6 separate regions of the Mus musculus genome follow, and all the other regions are linked to region 6. Evidence: chromatin contacts called from public promoter capture Hi-C data. All regions are on one chromosome and are shown on one strand. Each heading gives the region's core, a stretch centred on a gene start, on an enhancer-like site or on the middle of the called end of the contact. The rest is flanking DNA. Distances are from core to core; before and after follow the strand shown. Region 1 holds the start of Stat1 (signal transducer and activator of transcription 1). Region 2 holds the start of Nabp1 (nucleic acid binding protein 1). Region 3 holds the start of Mars2 (methionine-tRNA synthetase 2 (mitochondrial)). Region 4 overlaps Stat1 (signal transducer and activator of transcription 1). Region 5 holds the start of Gls (glutaminase). Region 6 holds the start of Ormdl1 (ORM1-like 1 (S. cerevisiae)).

Region 1 (3,384 bases), core at 550-3,049, 1.2 Mb after region 6:
CAGCCTGAGATGAATACTGAGCGCTTCTGAGGCTACACAGTGAGTCACTGGCTCAGAAAAAGAAATGTCTTTTTTTTTCATACAGCATTGCCAAATGCCATTTGAAAGAATAAAGTAATATTTGTCTCGTCAGATAAACATGAAGTCAGTTTTTATATTGTAATCCTAAAGGTTAAAAATTATAGCAATCCCTAAATTAAGGAAGTCTTGAGATAGAAACAAGTTACCTGTGACAATCATGTAACGGGATACACACCACTACACAATGGCACCACCACAATTCAGAGTGGGAGACTGTAGTAGCGCCAGACCTCTGAGGAAAGGTCTGTACTCTGATGGAGCATATGGGACTGTATGGATAAATACTTGTTTTCAAACACTCATGTGCAGGAATGAAGTCATGTCTGCTGCACAAATGCCCCTTCAAAGGATAATAAGGAAATGTCTACACTACAAAGCAAGCCGCCATTTCAAATACCATTGGAAAGGACTCCAGCCCACCACTGTGGCATGTCTGTAAACCTGAGACTGGCAAGACAGTCCTTAAACACCTGGCTCAGAGTCTGGAGTTGGCTCTTTCCTGTTTTCATGCCTCCAACAAACATTCTATCCTCCCGGTCTAGCCCGTTCTGCACAGACCACATTGTTTCCAACAATCTAGCAGAATTCCGTATAGATGGTACTTCTTCCTAAAACTGTCTATCCCTCCCACACATAACTTTCTTTGGCCTGTACCAGGCTGCCATTTGCACGGTTTTTAGCGCATGAACTTTCCACAGGAAGCTTGCTGTCTGCACGCATCAGAGCCTCTGAGGGGATATATTTTGCTATCAGCGTCCTCTGGACCCTACAGCGCCGGGCATATAGCCTAAGTGTTACTGAGCACAGAACCGTTTGTTCCGCTGAAACCTTGTATGTATCAGAAGGCGTAGGAAAGCAAAAGGCAAACCCCATGATGAACCTACAAGTCTGAGTCCTCATTGATCAATCAGGGCTCAAGTCATTCCTGCCAGATAAAAGCAATCTTCACCCATCCATTCACCTATCCCTAAACTTTTAGGTAGTGTTCGGGAGTATTTTAGATAGTGATTATACCATTAGTGGTTCTGCGGAACCTAAATACCACCTTTAAGTTTCAGAAAACCGGTAAGGGCTGATACATACTGAGATTCCAAATGCTTCCGTTCCCACGTAGACTTACTGGGCTGTCTCCGGGTGCAGGTTCGGGATTCAACACAAGCAATCACCACACACAGCAAGTTATATGCCAGTTGCATGCGCGGCGGCGTGGCGCCGGCTCAGGGTATGGAGCAGAGCTGAAACGACTGCAAAAAGAAGAAAATGTTACAGTGGTGGAAAGGGGCTGGAGGCAAGGCGAGCAAAGGTTAAGCGGGAAGGTGCAGTGTCTTCCGGGAGAAATGTCTATTGCACAAGTCATTTTACCCTAGAAGTGAGAACGGCAGGATAAGAGAGCCAAGCAGCGCCAAGAGTTGGGCAAGCGATCCGGCTCCTGGCGTTCTCTCTGCGGGATGACAGGTCACCTGTGGGCAGCAGACCCCAGGTCCGAGGAGAGGGCGCCCCACTTCCACCCGCACCCGCACCCGGATCCGCACCTGGCTCTCACTCACTCACTGCACGCAGGAGCTCGAGTCTGGGCAAATCTCTCTGCGCCGCTCAGCAGTGTCCCAAGTGGGTCTGAGGGGCGCGGTCCCGGAGGTCTCCAGGGAGCTTTGACAGACTCGGCGCTGAAAACCGAAAGTACCGGGCAGGAAAAAAGGCTAGAGGGCGTCCCGCCTCCTTCCGCCTCAGCCAATCAGCGGCAGAGATTGGCCGGCTGTTCCATCAGCGCACCGTCCCCCCCCCCTCGGCTGCTTGGCCTTCCTGGTCCGCGCGCTCCCTACCCGGCGTGCGAAACTTGGGGCGCCGCTGTGCGGTGCAAACCGCAGACAGGGGGTTGTGTTTACAAGGTTGGAAACTATAGGCTTGCGCAAGCTCAGTCTTGGAGATCCTGCATTAAGTAGGCGCATCACTGCGGGATTCAGAATTGGGGACTAGAGATTAACCTTCACGCTACTAAAGCCAGGGAGCTTAATTTACCAATTTGAAAACATTCAATACTTGCCTTTAACTCAGCAGCTACAGAGAACTTGCTCTTGCAGAGGACAGGGCTTGGATTTGCAGTGCCTGCGTAATGGTTCCCAACTCCAGTTCCAGGAGTCTAGTGCCCTCTTCGGACCTCCACTGACGTCAACCAAGCCTGCAAGAAGTACACATACACGCAAGCAAAACAAAAATGTCATGAAATAAAATAAATAATTCTAACTAATATGTTTAAGAAAAATAAAGCTTTACACAATTGACACCTCCATTACCGAAACTTTTGTCCCGCTTAGCCATCATGATGACAGGACCTCTTTGCTTCTTCCTTTCTCGCAGGACATCCCTCTGTCCCCCATCTCCATTATTAAACTACTAAACCAGAATGTGAGTCTCTTATCTACCCTTCTCCCGTTGTGCCTTTGATGACTGTCCCTGTAACTTCCATGTCCTGGAGCACTCCTAGATGTATACACACCCACTGCTTTCTTCCAAGTGTCACAGTTACCCTGTCCTTGGATATCTACTGAGTCTGTAAACCAACTGTACTCAAAACACAGGTTCCTCCTCATACCCCGTCTTAGTCTGGAACGGATGAGGGCCAAGCCATAGACGTTGCCCATTTAGTCCCGGACACTTGGTCCTCGAGCCTCGGTTGGTCTAGCTCCTGTTTCTACCTCTTCCACCACCCCGTCCTCTTACCTGGATCATTGCTGTGGCTTTTCTGGTGACTGCTTGACTTTGGCTTTTCACTCCCTTTTAATTTATCTGCCATACACTCATTTGGGTGATTTTTTTTTAAATCTAATTGCAATGCTGATCATGTCATGCCAATCTAAAAATTTCATGATGGCTTTTCTTGCTTGGTCTTAGACAATTCAAATTTCTCAATATATTCTCTAAAGCCATGTTCCCCTATCACTTTCTTTAATCTCAGCTTGTGCTACTCTGTTTTCATTGCTTAGTACAGCATTTTTATTCTTTGAATAAGCAAAACTCTTTCCCCAAACTCAATCTTCTCACCAGCAGTGTTCTCTTTGAAAAGTCCTCTAAGCCAACATCTGTATTCTCAAATTCTTTGAGGAGTCACTAACTCATGTTAAAATCTAGGATCAATTGGGTGCTGATGGCAGACAGCATTAATCCCAGTACTAAGCAGGCAGAGGTAAGCTGATTCCTGTAAGTTCGAGGCCAGCCTAGTCTAAAGAGTGAGTTCCAGGACAGCCAGGGCTACACTGAGAAACCCTGTCTTGAAAAACCCAAAATCAACCAACCAACCAAAGAACA
Region 2 (3,225 bases), core at 59-2,558, 1.8 Mb after region 6:
TCTAGGCTGCTCAATGTTCTTAACATGGCTTGTTATTTATTCTTAAACTTTTCTCTATGCTGTTTCTCGGTATTATCCTTAAAAAGAAAAAGAAGTGTGTTTTTGATATATACATTTTCTATTTTCCACAGTATTTGCTTATATGATTCTCTAACATGCTAGAATATACTCTGCTGTTCCCATTTCTTCAATCTGTTTTGGAGGGTTACAATCATACTACTTAAACATAAAATACTTCTGGTTGAAGCCTCCTAGGGTCAAGATTGCCTAAATTGAAATCCAGTTTGGTTATTCTCTAGTGAGTTTTATTACTTGTAAACGGGGGTTAAAATTATCACTCACCATGAGATTAAATAACAGGTAATTATTTTCAATAGAAAATTGATGAAAAGAAATACTGATCACAGATCTATTTGCGACTGTACTTGGGCAATTTATTTATGACCCCATTTTATCCTCTATGAGGCAAGGATCCTAGTTTTATTGTTCAGATTGTTAAATTCTGGCTAGGAAGCTTAACCAACTAATTTCAAGGTCACACAATTAGCCTCCAGCTTGTTTGGTGGCAAAGCACAACCCTCCCTTTCAGGTTTTGTTTTAAGGTTCCCCTTCACCAGTGTATGGTTAACTCATCTTAGTTATATAAAAGCCAAGTGCAATTTAAAGAAAAGGGTTAAGGAAAAAATGAAATATCTGTGGAACTTAACTATGTATGGCTATTATCAGCATGAAAAGAGGTTTATTTACAAGTTACTTTTAAAAAGACCACCTCGTGTTTCTGGATCCCAATTTAAACACCTCTAAAGTACGAAGGTTGATCGCCAAGTTGCCTGCGACTGGGAACCACTCTCTTGGAAGCCTCGGACACCTTTAGTTCGCCCTTTTTTCTCTCTCCTTGATCCTGCTCGATCACTCTCTCCGTTCCTTCTCAACTGCATACTTGCTCTAACCACGGGGTTCGGAACATCTGAGTTCCACGTGATCGCGGGACTGAAGGGCAAAGGTGGCCTTACTGAAGGATCCTGAGGAATTAGAAGAAGCCAGGTCTCCCTCGGAGCACCAAAAGACCCAGCCCTACAGAAACCCGGAAGACGTGGAGCGACCAGCGGGAGGAGGGTGTGGCCGAGAGACCATTGGTCGGCCGGGAGGCGGTGCTTGTGCTGACAGTAGGGGAGGATCCAGGGAAGCTGCGAGCTCAGTGGCGCTGTGTTCCGCCCCAGAGGCGTGCTAGTGGGCGTGGTGACGTCGCGTGACGCCACAAGGGGCGGGGCGCGGCTTAATAAAGCCGGCCTGAGGGAGCGTTCGCCAGTTGCTGCTTGGGACGCGGGCTGCGCGGTTGGTGAACAGCCTTGCCGTTTTGCTGTCACGTACCTTCCCTGAGCCTGGGACGGAGGGGGCGCGCGCGTGTGCGTGTGTTGTGTGAGGGACAGCGGGACTCGGGCAGGGCCGTCTCCTGATCCCTTTTCCCTTAGCGGAGGCGGCAGTGCGCACGCTGGTTTGCTCGCCGCCCACTTGGGAGCGGGCTCAGGGTGCGGAGTGCGTCTTCGGTTTTGTTTTTTGGTTTTTTGTTTTTTTTGAACTTGTGAGAGTCTTTTTCCCCTCCCTTTTCCATTTTTATTTTCTTTTGGCTCCGTGCCTCTAGGGCTGGTTTACCCGGCCCCTGAATTACCGCTTCCTGACCCCGGTCGCCAATCTTGCCCCAGGTTGCTCCCCGGCTCTGCCCCTGCCCCTCCCCGAGGGTGGGAAGCCTTGCCTAGTGGGTCTCTGAAGCGTAGCCGCACCTGCCTCAGTATGCACGGGGTCAACGACCCTCCACTTTTTATAAAAGACATTAAGGCCGGACTGAAAAACTTAAATGTCGTCTTTATTGTCCTGGAGATAGGTAAGTGAGGTCCGCAGCCCGCCCCACACCCTCGAGAGCTCGGACCTCTTCCCCGCCCGCGACCCCACGTGCTCCTGGCCCAGAATCCTACCCGGGGACAGAAGTCAGTCACGTAGCGAGCCAGAGGAGGGTGAAAGAGCTCCCTCGAATGAACTCCTTATCTAACACACCTTTCCTTCTCCCCTTTTTGATTTTTAAATCTTCACAGGACGAGTGACCAAAACCAAAGACGGCCATGAAGTGAGATCCTGCAAAGTAGCTGATAGAACGGGAAGCATCACTATTTCTGTGTGGGATGAGATCGGAGGGCTCATACAGACAGGGGATATTATTCGGTTGACCAGAGGGTAGGTGTGCATAAATTGGGGTAGGTGTGGGTTTGGCCGACTTCGGGGTTCTGAAGTTGTTTGGCTCTTCCATGGGCCACTTCAAGAAGGGAGCTGTTTTAGTGGACCTCACTGGGAGCAGCTCACCTTCACAGCTAATTTGTTTTAGGTAGGGATTTAACTCCCCTCCAATTTTAAAGGTTAATTTTATTTTTGAGAATACCGTGTGGAAGTCAGTGAGCATTTATCAGTGAGGCTGATAAAAGATCACATTACCCTTTCCACCCTTTCTTGGAGACTGGGTTTTTCTGTGTAGCCCTGGTTGTCCTGGAACAATTCTATAGACTAGTCTGTCCTCGAACTCACAGAGATATACCTGGAAATCAGTTCTGTGTGCCACACCAGTTGGACACATTTCCTTTTTAATCAGTTCGTGTATGAAGTATAATGTCTTCCACCCCTTTCCTTTTTTGGTACCTTTTTTTGTACTCAATACTCATCGTTGTGATATGGACATGAATGAATATCTGGAATACTCATTCTTGAAAATGATTTCATCTGTAAGATCAGAGTTTCACAAAACCCAAAATAATACACAGTGGCAGAAGTTAATCTTTGATTCATTCAGAGTATTTAGTTGGTTATGGAGTTGGAATACTTTTTTTCATAGACTTGAAAATCTTACCAAATGTTGGCCTTAAGAAAAGTTCAGGAAAGAATCTTAAAAGTAGAATATGGAAGCTTCTGTGATTGGGAGAATTGTAATAATTTTATTGGTAGCCATCAGAAAAATAGTTGACAATTGCTGCTGAGCTAAGAGAATGGTAGAAGTATTGAGTCTTTGGGCAGGAGTTCTTTGATCCTATCTCACAGGCCTTACAACATTTTCAGGAAGTGAGGTAAGGTATCATCAAAGCAGGAAGTGAGAGTCAGAATTTAGGCATCTTATTCTCAGACATTGAGTCATTGTGACACTAAATTACATCTTTTTAACGTCCATGTCTTTTCCCCCCCAAA
Region 3 (3,470 bases), core at 68-2,567, 1.9 Mb before region 6:
ACAGAAAGATGGGTAGGTTCCAGAAGGATTTATTCTGTAGGCAGTGCACCGGTTTAAAAGCCCTCCTAAGGCATCTGCCAGCTCGGAGTCCAGCAATTTAACCACCTTTTCATCATAGTAATCGCAGTCCCAATTGGGAACGCCCTGCCGAAGGAGAAAGTAGCGAAAGCCATCCACAGTATAGCGATCAAGGCAAGTCCTGGGATCCACCACGTTGCCCAAGCTTTTGGACATTTTTTGGCCACTCACCGTCCAGTGCGAGTGGACATAGATGCGATGTGGTGGCCTCAATCCTGCCCCTAGGAGAAGGGCAGGCCAATAAATAGCATGAAATTTGAGAATGTCCTTACCTATGATATGAGAGGTGGCTGGCCACCAAGACTTGAAATCTGCATCTGGGTAGCCAACTACAGTGAGGTAGTTGACCAGGGCATCCAGCCACACGTAGATGGTCTGCGAGTCGTCCCCGGGAACTGGTATGCCCCAGTGCAGATGGCTACTCCTTCGAGAAACGGACAAGTCGGGCAGCTCCTCCTCCAGCCACTGAAGAACTGCCTGGTGGAACGGTTCCGGTGTGATTGCCTGAGGATTGTTTCCAAGCCACCGCTGGAGTGGTTCTCGAAACTGAGAAAGCTTGAAAATGTAATTTTCTTCCTTCGTCCAGGAGACAGGATGTCCGCTCTCGAGAGACACGGGACAGGGATCCCCGGACGGACCCACCTGCCGAGTAACCTTGGCCTCCGGCAAGAAGCACTCATCCGAGGCACAATACCACCCTTCATAGATCCCTTTGTAAAGCAGACCCCGGGCCTCCAGCACACCCCAGAAATGCTGCACCGCTACTCGGTGCCGAGCCTCCGTGGTGCGGATGAAGTCCGTGGAAGAGATGTCAGCCTCCCGGAAAAGCTGCAAAAACTGGGCAGACACTCGATCGCACAGCTCGATCGGGGCCAAGCCGGCGGTGGCTGCCGCCTGCTGGATCTTCAGGCCGTGCTCATCCGTGCCGGTGGAAAACCGCGTGGACGCAGAGCCGGGAACTCGGAGACGACGGTGGCGGCACAGGGCGTCGGCCAGTAGCGCCGAGTACAGGTGCCCGATGTGCGGCGCGGCGTTCACGTAGAAGATAGGTGTGGTGAAGTAGGCCCGCGCTTCCCCGGCGTCGCCACTAGCGCTCGGCGAGCACGAACCGTAGCGGCGACAGCCGCGGCCGAACCGGGTGCGCGTCAACACCCAGCGAGCACACTGCCGCAGCATGGTGACAGCCGGCCCCAGCACTGGAGGCGGTGTTCCCGAGCACGGGAAAGGGCGCGTGCGCAGCTGGACGGTACCGCCGCTTCCGGCGCGGAAGCCAATGAACGGCAAGCGTTGACTCCTGCGGCCCCGCCCGCAACTCCCCCGCCTCCACCGGTTTCCTGCAGCGCGCAGGGGCGGGTGGCCGGCGGGAGTTTTTGAGTAGTCGGCTAGTGGGTTCCGTGTCAGGGCAGTTGGGGAAAGAAGAGCGTATCCCGGGTGTTGTGCAGTTTTACTCTTTGAGATCTGTTCTGGATCTGAACTGAACTGATCGGTTCTGGACTGAACTTGTTGGCAAGATTTTTATATTGAGGTATTTTCCAAACTCATTAACTGTCAAAGCAGGGCACAAATCCGGCCTCTTGGTATCCTCTAGTCAACATAGAAAAACCATTTAAGGTTTGTCTCAGAATCTAAATAAATCTGAAAGAAAGGAAAATAATTTCACAAAGCGCTTTAAGGAACGATAAGCACTGGCAGAAAAGGAAATGACGTGTCTGAACATGTTGCTGAGCCTTAAGGATTGATTTGAGAACTCATCCAGGGACTGGAGTGCGGAGTCACAGGTGTGCAGATAAGGAAACATTAACTTTCAGCTTTATTGTACAAAACAAGTCACAATTTTCTCCTCTAATAGTCTTGAAATTCTTCCAAGACTGAGCTTTGAGAATGAAATCCTAATTTTTAGCAGGAGAGAATTTTAAAATCCCAAATTTTTATTATTAATCCTTGGCTCACTGCATATTTTCTCATCCACAACTGGCCTCCCCACCCCCATTTAATTTAAACAGTGTATATATGCACATACTAAAATGAGATTGGAACACCTATAAACCCTCACCCAACCTAAGTACTGTTAGTGATTCTCAAAGAATGGTCCCCAAAGCAGCATGAGACACACCAGGAACTTAGACATCTGAGGCCCATTCCCTACCTGCTGAGGCAGAAACTGGGATCTCAGACCAGCAATCTAAGCTTTACTTAGCTCACCAATGGACTGTGGTGCACATTAGTGTTTAAGTTAGAGATGAGCTGCAGTTGAGATCTGTGCGCTGTGTCCTTCCCTCTCTTCCAAGAGTAATAGTGCCCTGAGGGTTTGGTTTTTGTTTTTGGTTTGTTTGGGTTTTTTTTTGTTTTGTTGAGTTTTTTGTTTGTTTGTTTGTGTTTTATTTTTTTGGGTTTTTTTTGGGGTTTTTTTTTGTTTTGAGACAGGGTTTCTCTGTCTAGCCCTGGCTGTCCTGAAACTCACTGTGTAGACCAGGTTGGCCTTGAACTCAGAAATCTGCCTGCCTCTGCATCCCAGGTGCTGGGATTAAAGGCGTGCACCATCCACTGTGTTGCCTACTTGAACCGGGTACACCTGGAGAGAGAGAGAGAGAGAGAGAGAGAGAGAGAGAGAGAGAGAGAGAGAGAGAGAGAGAGAGAGAGGAGAGAGAGGAGAGAGAGAGAGAGGAGAGAGAGGAGAGAGAGGAGAGAGAGGAGAGAGAGGAGAGAGAGGAGAGAGAGGAGAGAGGAGAGAGAGAGAGGAGAGAGGAGAGAGAGAGAGAGAGAGAGAGAGAGAATGGAGCCAAGACAAAGGTCCTGATCAAGGCCCACGAGTTTATTAAGAGACCGTGCTTATAAGGGGGAAGGCCCATCGCCCCCCCACCCCCCCCACCCACCCCCGCCAGGCTTCTTGATGTATTGTTGCCAAGTTGTTAGCACTAGTCTGCCGGCTCCACACTTGGTGCCTGGAGCCATTTCGTCAGCACTCGGTGGCCAGGCTGGCCGCTTATTCCGGAAATTCTCAGGAAAACGGGTTCAGCTTCTCAGCAGGTAGCAGAAGAGCAGGGCAGTTGTCACTTCGAAAGAAGCCAGCCAGGTCGGACAGCTGCACCACAGGTGGCCCCACCTCAGTGGCAGACTAGTCTGTACCAGCCCGCTTCAGGCTGGGGGAAGCTACACCACTGCACAGCCTGCCCTGAGGTTTTACTTACACATTCACGTTCCTGTATAGCACCAATGCATTTGAGTAACACTGCCTATATTTAATTACCATTTTAAAAGACAGCGGGGCACGTAGTCTCTATCTTACCTTTCTAATTCAACATTTTCTTCCTAAGATTCAACCATATTGTTCATTCCTTTTGACTTCTGCATGGTGTGTAAAGACTTGTGGTGAGTTGGATATGCTTTTTGGG
Region 4 (3,444 bases), core at 738-3,237, 1.1 Mb after region 6:
TAAAATTATCTGATACTCATATTTGGCTAAGGATTCAAGAAGTCACTGCTTTCTCCAAGTTTATGGCTAATTAAGACAACCAGCTAAAACCGATAAGTTCAGCCCACTAAAAAACATGAGTTCACCTATATCTAATTTTAGTTAAAAAAAAAGAAAAATTGCTTTAAGAAAGCTGGCCCCCTTAATGGATGTGCAAAGACAATTTTATTCAATCCATGACCAAAAAGACAACAAAAACCCTTTAACTTGATGGAGTACTCATGAAAATGGTCTTACTTCTGTTGGTGTTTAGTTTTGTGTAGCCATTGCCACCAACAAAGCTAGTCCCTGAGGAGAGCAACCATGCCTTGGCAGAAGCTGCAGTAAGGAGCACGGTTGTTTTCTTCCCACTCACATGAAGGATGCCCACTATAGTTTGATAGAGCATTGGATCTAAAGTTGACTTTGAACTGTGCCATATGTAAAACAGTGGAAGACTTCCGGCCATCCAGGAGAGGGGAAGTGCCAATGTCTCCCGGGACAGAAACATTCCTCCATCAAGAAGGCCCCTCCCCCATAAGTATGTCTCTTTCCAGTGATGTGCAGCACTTGGGCACTGATTACAGACCATTACTAAAGTGACCGTTCTCCTCACCTTGCCCCAAATACTCGCACTCTAGTCCTGGTGCTTGGGTGGATCTCTTGGTCTTTGTTTACAAAATCCATTTTGTGTTAAGTGACTTTCCATTTCACCTTCAGTAAGATGCATGAAGTCCTTCAGAGTAACAGGTTTCTAATTAGAGAAATATCCACTTTCTACCAGCAGTGCTCAGCAAATGTGATGCTCTTTCTTTCTTGCATTTCCCTAGAAATACTGCATATGAAGGAACAGTAGCAGGAAGGAATCACAGATGGGAAAAAAATGTCGCCAGAGAGAAATTCGTGTTTATACTGTGCTCATCTGCAAGAGACAGAATGTAGGTAGGTTCAGTACACGGACTTTGGGACATGTGATTCATGCATTTCACACCATTGCCCTCCCTAGAATAGCGAGCAGGAGAATGCCCCCTACAGCAAACCACCACCATGGAACCAGAAGGGCTAGTGCGTCCTCTCATTCTTCTGGAACTAATCAGGGCCTTTTACACCACCTAAACTGATGGGTTATTACTGTCTGGCCTCCTGGATTAATGCTGTGACTCATCCCAGACACACTATATAAAGCTTTCTGCTGTTATGCAAGTCTGGGGACAGCAGCACGGCAATTCGGCTCATTCAAAACGGTGTGAGGAAATGCTGAGCCATGTGCCGGGGTGGGGGGGGGGTGCGGGGGGAGGGAATTGATGACCTTCCCTTAAAGGCCACTGAGTAAGCAAACTAAGCAAAGCCAGTGTTTCAGACGTGGGCCAGTAAATCAGAAGTAAAATCACTGTCAAGCGCCTCAGCTCCCTCCCTAGTCTGCGAGCTGCCCTGGATACAGGAGTCAGCAAAGTGTTCCTCATAGAACACTGGCCTGCCCCTGACTCTGACTTCCATGTTGGTGCAGTTCCAGATGTCTTAGAGGTGGCTCTGTTCCTCGGCGGGCCGCTCTGAAGGCATTTCTGACCCAGCTGTTGCAGGGTATGGGCATGTGTGTGCTATTGGCATCAGGTATTCTAGAGAGTAGAGGCCAGGGTGCTGCTAAACGTCCTTCAGGGTATAGGACAGCACCACAGTGGAGAATTCTGTAACCCTTGAGTGCCCCAACACAAACACACCGCTAGATTGCAAAGAAAGCCTCTTGAGTTTTAGGAAAGCAATTTTAGACTGAAAAGCATGTTGAAGGGTTTGCCTCCAGTTGCAGTGTGGCCGATGGCACCATTCTATAAAATGGTGTACTGTAGAAGCAGGGGAGAAGAGGAGAGAGAGATGAACACAACCTGCACCCATATCCTCTAACTATGTGACTGGCTTACTAACCTCTGTTAACCTCAAGTTCTTCATGTGCGAAGTTGGCTAACAGTGCCTAACACATAAGGTCTGGTCAAAGTATAAAGTCTGAAAGCATGTATAAAATGTCCAATACAACAGAAGAAAAATAGTAGACAATCTGTTAATATGAGCTCTGGGCAAAGGCCTCTAGGAAAGTAGGCTAGGTCTATTCCAGTCCATAGGGACTTGTATGGAAATGTTAGACTAAATAAATACCCAAGTCATATTACAGAGAGCAGCGCTGGTATACTGGCCCTCGTGCACAATTCCTCTGGAGCCTGAGAGCCAAGGCTGGACCAACCATCAACCCTGACTACCTTTTTAGCCCATGGGCCACCTCCACCTCAGAGCACACAACTAATTCCATTTGCTTATTTTGTGACAGAGGATGTAGCCCTGTGTGGCCTCCACCAGGAGACCTTCCTGTCTCAGCCTCCTGACTGCCTGGATTACAGACAGAGTCATCTCACTTAGCTCATATGCTATAATTCCAAAAGCAAATGTTGGACAGAAGTCAAGAATAAGCTCGAGGACAGAGCACATCGTGGTGGCGTTACGGTGACTTGACAGGCCCATCTCATTCTTCCCTGGTCTAAGAGTAGGGCCCCTGCTAGAGCCCCTGAGATTGTTGGGGGTTCATCTGGAGACTACTGCGATGAGTGGACATTTGCTAATTTATTGTATCTGTATATCTTTATTCCATAGATTAAACAAAAAACCCACTGGAATAGAATAGCTACAGGGGGTGTCCAAAGACTACAAACCCGTTTCCTGGAATTTGTTTGAGGGTGTCAAAGGCCCCATGATATCACCTTCCAGCATACTGAAAGCAGCGCTCTTTGCACAAACGGAGGAACTAACAGCTTAGTTCTCTGGTCACAAACAACAATGGTGATGACAGTTAGAATGCCACACGCCAAGTTCCAGTCACAGGCTCCTCACCTTAACAGATGCAAATAGATTCTGCCTGGTGCATGGGAGAAGCTTGACAGGCATGACCTATCAATGGTGGCGATGGCGAGGTGACTTTCTGAGCAAGGATTGTAAAAGCTCACCCTGTGTTCAGGACCCTTCGATCTATTTTACATTTTCTGAATCAGGCTTTGCCATTACTCCATTTTCATAGGAGACAAATTTTTTTTTCACAGAAATAACAGGGTGCTAGGTTCCATGGACCAGAGCCTTATTTTATCAAGAAAAGAGCTATTCCGTGATCACACTAGCAAGGCTCAAGAGTCCGAAAGCTATGAGAAGGTGTTTTCTAAGAGTTTTAGTGTGCTTGGTGAGGTGAAGAACACAAAGTCACACGGGAAAAACACCCATCACTGAGGTTACACCCTAGCATGCCCCAGCACATGAACATGTACGCATGAAGCTTTACCCACCCGCTCCCAAGCCTCTCTCCCGGCCCCTCCTCTGACCTTCCCTCTCATTCCTGAACACGTTTGTGCTATGCACAGGGCACCTGGTGATGAAGAAAGGCCTGCGATAGCT
Region 5 (3,215 bases), core at 43-2,542, 1.1 Mb after region 6:
ATATTATTAAGGGTAACATTTGCTATCTCTCCCCTAGAATGTATTGTTTTTCCTAAATATATAACTTTGATTCACTAATATTAATATTTTTGACAAACTAACCTTAAGCAATAATAAAAGCCACCCAAGTAATATAAAATTCTGGCTTTTTTTCCCCCCACAAGGTCATTTCCTTCACACTTTTTATTTTTATCTAAAGAGCAGGTTGAAAACAAAACAAAAACTTGAGCATGACAAGCCTGTAGGCACAGTCAGATTCTTTGGTTACTAATCTCGTTCAACATGTACAGATTGATTGGATTACTAAATCTGGTGAATTACATATCCTGCTAACTTTGGTGAATCTATGCATTTAAGCCTATCTGTTTCAGGAAATGGTTTAAAAAGCGGTTTTAGTCCTGAGTGGTATATGTGTGCAGACTCAGGAAACATATGATGCACACACATCTAAAAGGATACATGGATGAGGTGATGCTGTGCTGAAACAGTTTTGAGACATGGTATTCAGATGCTTCTATTTTAAAATGGCTTTTAAAATAGAAAAAGGATCTGCAGTATTTTGCTTTCAAGTCAACTGGTACTAATGAAATAATCGCCGTTCAAAAGATTTGGAGAAATCTTGTAGAAGATAGAAGAGATCCACCCTTACTCTGGCTTTTTCTCTATTCTTCGTTGTTCCTACGCTCAAACGTTCTAAATGTCTTAAGTTGCATAGCTGAAAGGATTTTGCTCATTTTTTCCAAAACATTTCGCTTCTGGGCAGTAGCCAACCATGGAAAGTTTTAAGCACATTTGGGAGAGGGATGAAGCTAGTCAGGGCGGCCTTGGCAGAACCGATGCCTTCAGAGGGGCGGACACATTCCCCTAACCGAGGGGGCGAGCAGTAGGTTTGGACCAGACGATCTGCCACCGCCAGCCTCCCTCCAGCCTTGGGCGGCCTGAACAGGCGCACTCCAGCTTCCTCAATAGCTGGAGGACGTGCTTCCCTGGAGCGCACCTGCCTGGTGAATGGCCAGACTCCGGAGCTACGGGTCCTCGCCCAGCTTGGCCTCAGGTGGCCCGAGGCAAGGGGGAAGAGCGGTCGGCGGGGCTGACACACGTCAGTCGTCCTTCTCCCCGCCCTCCAGGACCCAGCGGGACTGCGTACGGGCGCGGAGACAAATTTGACCGATTCTCTAGCCAATCAGAAGAGAGGTCGGCAGGCTGAGCCAATGGAAGAGCTTGCAGGGGGCAGGCCGTCAGCGTCCTCCCGCCCCCGGTTGGTGAGCCTGGTATGTCTCCAGCCCTCCCTTGAGCGTCAGTCTCAGTGCGGAGCTCGCGGCGGCCAGAGCAACTTCGGCTGGCTGCAGGCTGGGCGGCGGCGGCGGCGAGGGCGGCGGCGTTGGCGGCGGGAGCGGCGGAGCTGGGGCCACACCCCGTCCCGGACTTTTTCTCTTTCCAGTCCTCTCCCCGCCGTGCGGGACACGGTTCCGGGAGCAGAGCGGCCGCCCACGCCCCAAGCATCCTCATCTGACGAGCGGGCGCCGGCGGTATGATGCGGCTGCGAGGCTCGGCGATGCTACGGGAGCTGCTCTTAAGGCCGCCCGCCGCCGTCGGAGCCGTCCTGCGGCGCGCGCAGCCCCTCGGCACGCTGTGCCGGCGCCCCCGGGGCGGGAGCCGGCCGACCGCTGGCCTGGTGGCCGCTGCGCGACTCCACCCGTGGTGGGGCGGGGGCGGCCGCGCGAAGGGCCCCGGCGCGGGCGGCCTGTCCAGTTCGCCCTCGGAGATCCTACAGGAGCTGGGGAAGGGGGGTACGCCGCCACAGCAGCAGCAGCAGCAGCAGCAGCAGCCAGGGGCGTCGCCACCCGCAGCCCCGGGCCCCAAGGACAGCCCGGGGGAGACCGACGCGTTCGGCAACAGCGAGGGCAAGGAGATGGTGGCCGCGGGCGACAAGTGAGTTGCGTGGGTGAGGCTGAGGGGAGGGGTCGGGCCCTGGGCGGTGGGCGGTGGCGGTGCGGCTTAGCAACGGAGGTTCGCGGAAGAGAAAGAAAGCGATGCCAGGCGGCCTGCGACGGCTGTGCCATGTGATTAGGCCCGGCCCCGCCCGCGCCCCTCGCCTGCTCCCACTTCCCCTCCGTGGCCGGCGCGAGTCGCCCCGGGGTGACGGGTGAGCGCCGGGAGGGTCTTGCCTGCTGAAGCCCCTGCCGGGCAGAGGCTGCTGTCCGGCCGCGCCGCGTGCTCAGCGCCCCGGCTCTGCGAGGGTGATGCCACGCGAACCTCCATCTCTCCCGAGTGACATTGAGGAGTCGGGCGTAGAGCGGAGCTTCTACCTTCCCGATTCACCTTTTTGCCAGGCCGCAGTTCCCCCATTCTGTAAGCCTCCACCACCATCCCACTGGATGCCAGATGTGGCCTTGGGTTCTTAATCCTCCTGAGGTGGATCGTTTTGGCGTGCGTAGAGCCATCTGGGCCACCGGAAATAATGCTTCAGAAATGAGATTAGGCGGAATAGGGACATGTGGCCTAGAGGACGAGGAACGCAGCATGGACCACCTGTTCCTATCGGGACCAGTGATGGCTTGTCTGATGTCTTCTGTGCGGTGGACAGATTTTTAAAGGATAAAATTGTTTTAAAAGCACAAAAATAAGGTGACATAAAATACACAAAATCTAAGTAGTTTTAGGGACTTGATTGTGATAGGATGTTGACTCATTGTGTATATAGGGTGGGAATTTAGCCTAAGAGCAAAATTGAGTTTTCTTTGCTGAATGCTTTTGTGTAATATAGTTTCCCCAACTAGGTAAACACTGACTTTTAGGCTTTTTCTGTATCCTATTTTTCTGACTTTATACTGATATGGTGTATCCTGTTTTGCATTTTACTTCTCTTCCAGCTCTGCACAGTAGCTTAAGTCAAACTGAAAGTGTGAATTTTATGACTTCAATCTCAGGCCTGCTTAATGTTTCCTGTAATTGATGTGGGTACCTTCCTAAAACATTCCTGGTTATTTTCCCAGAGTGAAAATGTTATTTAAAACAAAATGAAACAACAACAAAAACCCTTAATAAGGAAAAAGGCACTTAATGATGGTATTCTGTGATAGTAGCTTTGTACCACAAACTACCTTGATGATCATGGGCACATTATTACATGTGTTGGATTAGATGACTCAAATCCCATTTAGTGTTTTTGTTTTGTTTTGCTTTTCAAGACAGGGTTTCTCTGTGAAGCCCTG
Region 6 (3,210 bases), core at 127-2,626:
TGTTTCTAGTGTATCCCCTCTCCTGCTCTCTCCACTCCCCTTCCCGTGGCAGTCTAGCCCATTTTGTATTTTCAGGTCATCTTTTTGTTTTCTTTTATGAGCTTTCCGCATACTACTTTTATTTCTCTGTGGAGCTAGTTTTGTCAAATATAATAATCACCAATAAAATAGTATTTTAAAAAGATGTGTGTGTGTGGGGGTGGGGGGACAGAACTGGCTCAACCAGTCTGAGTGGCAAGATGCTAACATGTAATGGAACATTTTAGCCATAGTCAGAGGTCAAAAGCATTTTGCTTTGATCTCCCTCTCTCTTGAAACAAGGTTTCACTGTATAGGTTGGTCAGGCTGTCCTCATTTTCACAGGTATCCTCCTGTAGAGTAGAGGGATTACAAGTGTATAAGCCACTAATGCCTGGCTGTGTGCCCCCATTTGAATAGTGAACCTAGAAATAACAAGCTGTTGATGTAAAATGAAAAATTTATAGGGTTAGGGGTTCAAATTTGTACCACAACTAGGTTAAAGTCATGAATCTTTCTCAATATTTCTTTAGCCAAACTCTCTACTTATTTATTTATTTACCTCCGCGCGCCCCCACCCACCCGCTTACTCCTTTTATGTTCAGGAAGAAACACTAAGTATTAGTATTTCTAGTATTAGTACTCAATTGTCGTGAGCATACAGTTTTGGGGGGGCCTAAGAGTTTACTTTGTTACAATCAAACTGAAATGGGTGTTGTCTGAGAGAAGGAAATGCGCTAGAATACATTTCAGCTTCTATTCAAAGATACCTAAAATCCTTTCTATTGCAGTGTTTGAAGAAAGGAATTTCACCCGGCTACGCAAGTGTTTCTGGAGTGTAATGTTCTTTCGGCTTCTCAAGATGTATGGAACAGGCAGTGATGAAAGTTACACTAAGGGAGAGTCTCGCGTAAATTTTGCTTCTATAATAACCAAGTACCTATAATGCACTTTTAAAGCTTAATAGTTCGAACATCCCACACAACGTAAAAAATTAAAAACCCAAACCCGCTGGAAAGAGCCTCACATTGCCACCTATGCTAGATTAGAAACCCTTTCTCAGCAGGTTGTGCCGCAAAGGCTTCGCTACCCGGCCCTCCCCGCCCGCGCACACCCACCGCCCCAGTCGCGGCTGCACTTCCGCGGCGCGCCGACCACCTGCGGACACCTAGGGTGCACAGCGCGAGCCCCGGAGGCAGCAGGAACCTGCTCTGCCGCAGGCCTTCTGGGCCGTGCCGCAGCTCTAGGAAGCCTTCGAGCTTACCGGCCGCCAGCTCCTGGCTGGTCACAGGACAATTCCCGCGGCAGCCACAGTAGGTCCTCTGGCTAGAGCTACTGGTGCGCCCCACCGCTTCCGGAAGGCTGCCAAGCTGCTCTAGCGAGCAGCCGATTGGCTGCCAGCCGCGCCAATCCCACTTCCTGCTGTGGGCGGGCCTTAGAGGAGCGCGAGCGCGGGTCCTGCTGAGCGCAGCCGTGCTTCGGTCCGAAGGACGTCCAGCGAAGTAGGCCGTGCAACTCAGGGTTTGCTGAGTGCTTGCCGCTGTGGGTGGTGAATGCGCGCTAGAAGGTAGTGTCACCGCGAACGAGCGTGCCCGGTGATGCTCGGGGAGGCTGAAGGCGCCTCCCGGGGCTAGGTGCGGATTTGCGGGGCTCGCGCGCACGCGTTTCAAGCCTCTGGGCTGGCTCGGCAGTAGTTGGAGCTCAGACCCTTGGGGTTCAAGGTGGGAAAGTTTTGTCTTGCTAGAGAGTGTAGCGGCTTGTAGCACTGTGCGTTGTCTCACACAAAAAGGTATTAATTTGTGGTTATTCCCAATGAAGACAGTGTACATCCTGAAGAGATGTGAATACCAGAAGTTCATCTCTATGAGGAAGGGGAGGAAAAAAAGATTTGATTAATCCATTCTCTTTCTAAATCATCTTTGAAAGTACTTTTTTTTTTTTAACCTTGGTGATTTGTATTTATAAAACTTTGTGAGTTTTATTTCAGAAATAACTCTGAAAAACATTTTAAAGTTGACAGAATGCTTGCGTGCGTGTGTGTGTGTGTGTGTGTGTGTGTGTGTGTGTAGGTATCTTTTATTTGTGTTGGTTCTGTGTGATGGTTGGGTTGGATTTATTCTGTTGTAAAATTTGCTGTTTTCTCCCTAAAATCCAAGCTCTCTAATCTTTTTGCTTTTGTAGATCAGTTTCTCTTTCTGATCACAGCATACTTCCAGGACTGTTGATTGGCTTCAGTAAACATGACTTCTTTTCTAACACTAGGACTGTTCCAACAGTAGGATTGTCCTCACTAGGTATGAATTCTTTTCCCACACTCCATGTGTTGTGTGCTGGAACATCAACCCTCTGGCTTTTCAGAGGAGGTCTTTAAGTGCACACCCCTTAATAATATGCCACATTCCTGAATATGTTTTCAATATACATTCACTGCCCTCAAAGCAATATGAGCCAGAGAGGAAGGGACAGATAAATAAAATAGCCATTTATGAGTTTGAATTAAAAAAACGAAGGGATGCCTAATCTCTTGGGAGATTGGAATATGGAAAAAGAGTTTTGGGAACTGACACAAGACATCCCAGAAAAATGTCATGTGGCCCAGGAAATCCTACCACATCTAGGTAAAGAGAGCCACATTGTAGTGTGACCAGATTAGTACTGTGTGTACATTTGGAAAATGGGATGAAATTAGAGAGATAGGGTAGTAGGGAATTTGGACTTAACATACTTAGCAGTTGAAAAATCTTAAAAATTTAAAGTAGGATAGCAAAGATACTTTAATTATAGAAACAACTTACAAATATTTAAATCCATATATCAATTTGGTAGTTATTGGAGTCGTTCAGAGGAGAAATACTAAGGGGCTGACCAGAAGTGGTATTAGGAAGAATGCTCTAAGAAACTCAGGAAGGAGCAGGTGCCATGTATATGGTGGGAATTCTTACAGTATTGTTGAGATTTCTAACTTGCTTGCTTGGAAAGTATTGAGGTGTGGCCTTCTGAGCCAAAATATGCATATGTCTTAGAAATATGGTAATCTTCTGCAAGTTAACAAGATTTTCCATTCCATTGTAATAGATGTGTAATGTGTGTAGAGGAATATAAAAGATAGTACATGAAGTTCCTATGTTGGCTATTAATTTTATTACCAAGCAAATCATAGAGAAAAAGCGATTCTGAGATAGAATAATATTT

The links. Promoter capture Hi-C pulls out the DNA fragments that hold promoters and counts their contacts.
Region 1: a promoter capture Hi-C map of pre-B cells shows a contact between it and region 6. The contact joins the promoter of Stat1 here to the promoter of Ormdl1 in region 6. A contact is called at or near these places in 5 of 39 promoter capture datasets (the SN4741 cell line, erythroid cells, hippocampal neurons and 2 more), 1 of 484 Hi-C or Micro-C datasets (muscle stem cells), 1 of 115 datasets of contacts at active chromatin or transcription factors (pancreatic cancer cells) and 2 of 9 other capture datasets (adipose tissue and liver).
Region 2: a promoter capture Hi-C map of pre-B cells shows a contact between it and region 6. The contact joins the promoter of Nabp1 here to the promoter of Ormdl1 in region 6. A contact is called at or near these places in 3 of 39 promoter capture datasets (erythroid cells, liver and pre-B cells).
Region 3: a promoter capture Hi-C map of pre-B cells shows a contact between it and region 6, with 3 times the contacts expected there. The contact joins the promoter of Mars2 here to the promoter of Ormdl1 in region 6. A contact is called at or near these places in 3 of 39 promoter capture datasets (hippocampal neurons, liver and pre-B cells) and 1 of 9 other capture datasets (adipose tissue).
Region 4: a promoter capture Hi-C map of liver shows a contact between it and region 6, with 2.6 times the contacts expected there. The contact joins the enhancer-like site here to the promoter of Ormdl1 in region 6. A contact is called at or near these places in 5 of 39 promoter capture datasets (HPC-7-derived erythroid cells, hippocampal neurons, liver and 1 more) and 1 of 115 datasets of contacts at active chromatin or transcription factors (T-cell acute lymphoblastic leukemia).
Region 5: a contact with region 6 is called in a promoter capture Hi-C map of pre-B cells. The contact joins the promoter of Gls here to the promoter of Ormdl1 in region 6. A contact is called at or near these places in 5 of 39 promoter capture datasets (the HPC-7 cell line, the SN4741 cell line, erythroid cells and 2 more), 5 of 115 datasets of contacts at active chromatin or transcription factors (astrocytes, embryonic forebrain, embryonic stem cells and 2 more) and 2 of 9 other capture datasets (adipose tissue and liver).

What each region holds. Positions count from the first base shown.
Region 1 is chr1:52,117,853-52,121,236 of GRCm38.p6, reverse strand. It overlaps Stat1 (signal transducer and activator of transcription 1), which reads right to left and starts at 1,799. Exons shown (of 25, transcript NM_009283.4): 1 at 1,614-1,799; 2 at 1,165-1,325.
Region 2 is chr1:51,476,482-51,479,706 of GRCm38.p6, reverse strand. Nabp1 (nucleic acid binding protein 1) reads left to right here and starts at 1,308. Exons shown (of 6, transcript NM_028696.3): 1 at 1,308-1,882; 2 at 2,091-2,229. The coding sequence starts at 1,792.
Region 3 is chr1:55,235,024-55,238,493 of GRCm38.p6, reverse strand. It overlaps Mars2 (methionine-tRNA synthetase 2 (mitochondrial)), which reads right to left and starts at 1,317. Exons shown (of 1, transcript NM_175439.3): 1 at 1-1,317. The coding sequence starts at 1,254. Gm10561 (predicted gene 10561) reads right to left here. Exons shown (of 4, transcript NR_166489.1): 3 at 3,365-3,470; 4 at 2,870-3,131.
Region 4 is chr1:52,156,779-52,160,222 of GRCm38.p6, reverse strand. It overlaps Stat1 (signal transducer and activator of transcription 1), which reads right to left. Exons shown (of 25, transcript NM_009283.4): 25 at 1-940. The coding sequence ends at 926. Among named protein-coding and RNA genes, the nearest start is that of Stat1, 39 kb to the right of the region's middle. Within about 2 kb of position 1,987, at least 36 of the 459 cell types and tissues checked have an H3K27ac peak or open chromatin away from gene starts, as enhancers often do. A contact at or near this core is called in hippocampal neurons and liver, where this site is marked.
Region 5 is chr1:52,231,309-52,234,523 of GRCm38.p6, reverse strand. It overlaps Gls (glutaminase), which reads left to right and starts at 1,292. Exons shown (of 18, transcript NM_001081081.2): 1 at 1,292-1,932. The coding sequence starts at 1,532.
Region 6 is chr1:53,295,261-53,298,470 of GRCm38.p6, reverse strand. Ormdl1 (ORM1-like 1 (S. cerevisiae)) reads right to left here and starts at 1,376. Exons shown (of 4, transcript NM_145517.4): 1 at 1,283-1,376. Pms1 (PMS1 homolog 1, mismatch repair system component) reads left to right here and starts at 1,443. Exons shown (of 13, transcript NM_153556.2): 1 at 1,443-1,585.